2 separate regions of the Mus musculus genome follow, and region 2 is linked to region 1. Evidence: chromatin contacts called from public HiChIP or PLAC-seq data. All regions are on one chromosome and are shown on one strand. Each heading gives the region's core, a stretch centred on a gene start, on an enhancer-like site or on the middle of the called end of the contact. The rest is flanking DNA. Distances are from core to core; before and after follow the strand shown.

Evidence for each region. HiChIP or PLAC-seq counts read pairs in DNA pulled down with a chosen protein or histone mark.
Region 2: an H3K4me3 HiChIP or PLAC-seq map of bone marrow-derived macrophages shows a contact between it and region 1, with 4 times the contacts expected there. The contact joins the promoter of Ms4a6d here to the enhancer-like site in region 1. A contact is called at or near these places in 16 of 39 promoter capture datasets (the 3T3-L1 cell line, 3T3-L1-derived adipocytes, cranial neural crest and 10 more), 3 of 15 datasets of contacts at CTCF or cohesin (large pre-B cells, pro-B cells and stem cell-derived epiblast-like cells), 3 of 484 Hi-C or Micro-C datasets (B cells, bone marrow-derived dendritic cells and embryonic fibroblasts), 6 of 115 datasets of contacts at active chromatin or transcription factors (CD8 T cells, bone marrow-derived macrophages, effector CD8 T cells and 2 more) and 2 of 9 other capture datasets (adipose tissue and liver).

The regions. Positions count from the first base shown.
Region 1 is chr19:11,064,055-11,066,754 of GRCm38.p6, reverse strand. No RefSeq gene overlaps it. Among named protein-coding and RNA genes, the nearest start is that of AW112010, 15 kb to the right of the region's middle. Within about 2 kb of position 1,409, at least 56 of the 459 cell types and tissues checked have an H3K27ac peak or open chromatin away from gene starts, as enhancers often do. A contact at or near this core is called in B cells, CD8 T cells, bone marrow-derived macrophages and 3 more, where this site is marked.
Region 2 is chr19:11,603,545-11,606,244 of GRCm38.p6, reverse strand. It overlaps Ms4a6d (membrane-spanning 4-domains, subfamily A, member 6D), which reads left to right and starts at 1,441. Exons shown (of 7, transcript NM_026835.2): 1 at 1,441-1,571.

The DNA.
Region 1 (2,700 bases), core at 160-2,659:
GGGACACAGTGATAGCACTGCTAAGAGGAAAGTTCATAGCACGAAGTACCTTCATAAAGAAATTAGAAAGATCTTGTACTAGCAACTTAACATCACATCTGAAATCCCTTGAACAAAAAGAAGTAAACACATACAAGAAGAGTAGATGGCAGGAAATAATCAAACTCAGGGCTGAAATCAATAGAATAGAAATAAAGAGAACAATACAAAGAATCAATGAAACAAACAGCTGGTTCTTCGAGAATATCAACAAGATAGAAAAATCCTTATCCAAACTAACTAAAAGGCAGAAAGAGAATATCCAAATTAACAAAATCAGAAGTGAAAAGATTGACATAACAGACACCAAGGAACTCCAAATAATCAGTTGGTCATACTTCAAAAACTTGTACTCCACAAAATTGGGAAACCTAAAAGAAATGTACAGTTTCCCTGATAGATACCACTTGCCAGAGTTAAATCAAAATCAGGCAAACAATTTAAATAGACTTATAACCCTTAAGGAGATAAGAAGCAGTCATTAAAATTCTCCCAACCCGGGGTTGGGGATTTAGCTCAGTGGTAGAGCACTTGCCTAGCAAGCACAAGGCCCTGGGTTAGATCCTCAGCTCTGGAAAAAGAAAAAAGAAATTCTCCCAAACCACCCACCAAAACAAAAACAAAAACAGGAAAACAGGGGCAAATGGTTTTAGTGCAGAATTCTATCAGTTTCAAAAAAGAGCTAACACCAATACTCCTCAAATTATTTAGAAACAGAAGGAACATTACCAAATTCATTTTATGTGGCCACAATCACCAAACTACACAAAGACTCAACAAAGAAAGAATATTACAGACCAATTTCCTTCATGAGCTTTGATGCAAAAACATTCAATAAAATACTTGCAAATCAAAGCCAAGAGCACATCAAAAACATACATCATAATTATGTAGGCTTCATCCCAGAGATGTGGGGGTGGTTCAGCATATAGAAATCTGTCAACACATAGACAAACTGAAAGAAAAAAAATCACATGATCATCTCATTAGATTCTGAAAAAAAGTCTTTGACAAAATCCTGGTCTGAGCTGCCCCCTAAAGTCCTGTTGGTGTCAATGGATCATGCCACTGTGAAGCCATAGATGCATAGCCTGTGCTGCCCCCTGAGGCCATGGTAATGTCCATAGTTGGGATGCTTCCAAGGGCCTTGTCTGAGTATGAGCCAGCTATAGCCTGGGGCCATGTTCGTGGTATATGTTGTCACTAGAAACCATGTAGAAGCCCATGATCTGTACTCCCACTAACTGTAAAGAACAAGGAAGCTACTTTTGCAATGATATCAATAATTGCAGACACATAGTTGAGAAAGAGGAAGATGGAAGGCTTCTGTAACCGCCAATACCCTACCCACAACCCAAAAAAAAGCAGCCTAAACAGGAAACCACTGAAGAGAAGTCTTAAAAGGTATACTATGGTGTACAGACAGGAGCCTAGCATGTCTGTCCTCTGAGAGGCCCAACAAGCAGCTGACTGAGACAGATGCAGATACTTATACCCAACCATTGGACTGAAGTTGGGGACCCCTGTTGTTGAATTAGAGAAAGGATGGAAGAAGCTCAGGGGGAGGGTAACCCCATAGGAAGACCAGCAGTCTCAATTAACCCGGACCCCTGAGATCTCTCAGACACTAAGCCACCAACCAGACAGCATAGACGAGCTGGTCCAAGGCCCCCAACACATATACAGTAGAAGACTGCCTGGTCTGACCTCAGTGGGAGAAGACTCGAAGACTCACCTAACCCTCAATAAACTTGAGGCCCCAGGGACTGGGGAGGCCTGACAGGGGGAGAAGGGCATCCTCTTGGAGACAGGGAGGAGGAGGAATGGGATGAGGAACTGGGGGAGGAGGGACCAGGAGAGGGGCAACAGATGGACTGTAAGAAAAATAAAAGTAATTTTTTTAAAGTGCCATAAAGATGCTGAAGTAGTTAGTTCTCCACTGTTGATGGCTTTTTACAGGGGTGCACAAGAGGAAAGACTCAGTTCTATTTAAGGTCCAGTCCACTGAGAGTTTGACTATGCTCCATTGAGTAGATAGATAACACAAAGTGGACTTCATTTTGTCATTGCTTTGTTTTTCTTTGAAGGTGGGGTCATAAGGTGGGATTAGACATGAAAGAAATTAGTGTGATTGGGGTGCATGACGTGAAATTCCCAACTAATAAAAATTCTATGTTAAAAGGGGGGAAAAGAGAAAATAATAGTAAAGTATCTTGAGTTATTATTCTAATGAAGCAAGTAAAAAACCTTTTTAAAAAAATATATTCTTTTTTCCCAAGATTTATTTATTTATTTATTTTATGTATATGAGTACACTGTCACTGTCTTCGGACATACCAGAAGAGGGTATCAGATCCCATTACAGACAGTTGTGAGCCACCATGTGGTTGCTGAGAATTGAACTCAGGACCTCTGGAAGAGTAGTCGGTGCTCTTAACCACTGAGCCATCTCTCCAGCCCATGAAAAACCTTTATGACAAGAACTTTAAGTCTTTAAAAAAAAATTGAAGAAGCTATCAATATCAAAAGATGGAAAGATCACCCATGCTCATGGATTAATATGATTACCATAGTAAAAATGGCCATCTTACAAAAAGCAATCTACAGATTTAATGTAATCCCTGTTGGAGTACATTGTGTGAAGGTATGTCTCTGTATATT
Region 2 (2,700 bases), core at 192-2,691, 540 kb before region 1:
GGCCCCAGGGTTCTGAGAGTGTGAGAAGTGGTCCTGTCCCTCACTGGCATTTGCCAGTGAGCTGCACCAAGGGCCTGAGAGCTTGTGATCTGACAAGCTCATAAACTTCTCAGGCCCAGGTTCAGGGCTTTGAATTGACCCACCCCAATATCTACCTCATCGATGAACAGCTGGAGTGTATGAAGGGAGTGGTCCTATAGATCCAAAGCTATAAGATCTCCATGACACAGGGCAACAGGATATCTGAGAGGAGTCCCAGTGAGGTTTCAGTATTGATAGAATAGCAGAAGTCAGAGGTCTCATACCAGACCAAGAATCATTGCAACAGATATTTTCAAGCAAATAAATTTAGACAAAAGGGAATACTGTGGGATACACTGTGACACACTACAGCTTCCACAATGAGATTTTTTTTTCTTTGCTGGGGGGAGATGGCAAGGGTGGAGGACAGGTACCAGAGGAGGGGGAGGTAAGTGGGGCTGTGGTACATGATGTGAAATTTGCAAAGAATCAATAAAAGAAAAAAAAACAGTGCCCATGAGACCATTGGGTATTCATGTCTATTTTTGCCCCCCCTTTTTTGATTGGAAGTGTTTCCTGGTAACTGTCTAACTACCAAAGAAAAACTTAGTTGTATTCTAATAGTGATCTAGATTTTTGAGCTTTGCAGAAATCATTAAATATTTTGTTAAGTTCATTGATTAAAGCCTTTATAAATGTAGCATATTATTTATTTACCTGTAGATTTTAGTTTTTAACCCCATGCATGATCCCTCTAGCATGGAGTAGTTACAGAGCTGAGAAAAGCTACTCTGACTGACATTCTACTTAACACCACAAGATCACTGGCCTTGGGGAATATGACGTCTAACTCTGTTCATCTTCCTTGTTCCATCTCTGCCACAACTTTCATGACTCATAAGTTTGGGAAGAACGGAAGTTTTTGCTTGGTTTTGTGATACTCATATCATTGTGGGCCAAGATGGAATGTGCAGAACTCCACTGACACTAAGTCAGGATCTGAAGGCAATGCTATCCTTCGCAGACGCAAACCAGCTCGGAAGAAGAACACCTTTGTCAGTTTTCATAACAACTTGGTTCACTCTGTCCATTGGCACCCAATAGACACGTAAGCATAATGCACACTGAGGATCAGATCAGAAATTAGGGTCTCTGAGATGCTCAGCAGGTTCAGCTCTGCCACTGAATGTGTATTCTAGATCTAGGATAATTAGAGAGACACAAAATTCAAACCAGTGATAAAAATGTCAGTGCTGTCATGATGATATTTTATGGGAAGGAAAAGTAACCTACAAGTCTCCCAGAACTGGTCCAATTAGTCATTTTCCTGGTTACTGGAAGTCTATGAAAAAGGAAGTAAAGGCACATTCACATGTCCAGACTGTAAGCGCCACTTCCTGTGCAGTGAGCACAGAAGAAGGAAGGGCTGGGACAGTTAGAACTTCACAAGAAGGAACCAAGGATCAGACTGAGAAAACCCATAGTTAAAGCTCTTGGGGTTTCTGAGAGCTCAGCTGGAAGTGACTGGGTGACAAGGCGCACAGGCTCAGGTAGGCAACCCTGAAGAGAAATTCCTTTGTACAGCACTCTATTTCTGGGACTGCACTGTAAGAGATTGCTGGTGCTTATGGAAGCAATAGAGACACTGGGACACTTCAGAACTAAATGGGCAAACGGAATGGGTATTGGGTTTATATCGGTCCTGGCTGGTTTTAGTTCCATGATCTTGGTGGTCACTGTCCTAAGGTCATGTAATTAACAAAAGCAGAGCTCTTGTACCTGCAAAGGCTTTTAAGCCATTCACTAATTAGGCAGTCTAAGGTCTGAGAGTGGAACAGAAAAGAGAGGCAAACTGAGCTCAGAAACCAATTCCACAGGCAACTTGGTTCTTCCTAACAAGGGCACAGTTCTAATCTTGAACCTCAGGTTACAACTCCAGGGCTTCTCACTCTGCATTCAGGTGCTTCTCCACACTGAGGAGACTTAGACACAGGCTGCCGCAGGCAGGTGGGAAAATAGGGTGAGGAACCAGAGACAGAGACAGCTGGGATCCAGCACCCAACTGTGTGTAGGCAACTGGTTAATAACAAAAACTTTAAATATCTATTTAGCATCAAGCCTATGTCATTATAAAATCATGTGTTATTTTCACACATGAATCAAAATTTACCTCTGAAATTCTTTTTTGATTATGACATTACTAACAAATAGAATTACTGTGAGGGTTCTAAACTATGATGAAATATGCTGGAAATAACACTATGAGACAAACAATGAACAAATAGCTCTCAGTAGTTTGAGTAGTAGCATAAATTGGAAAAGATTGAAGATCAAATTTTAATTATATCTCAAGACTGGTAGAACAACCTGAGGATAAAACTCATCAGAATAAGGGACAGTGCACTCAAACATGATAGCAACTAGGAAATTAATGCTACATTTTGAAAGTCTTTTTATTATAGCTCTTTGTGTGTATATGTGTGTATGCATGCAGGTGAATGTGTGTTAAGGCAAATCTGCAGGTCACAGACAGCTTGCAATGAATCTCTCCTGCTACATGGGTCCAGCAGATCGAACTCAGACCTTCAGGCTTGAAGTCAAATGCCTTTATTTGCTGAGTCATTTCAACAGTTCCAATCTACAAGTTTTATGTAAACATTTGGCTCTGTTCACTGGGAT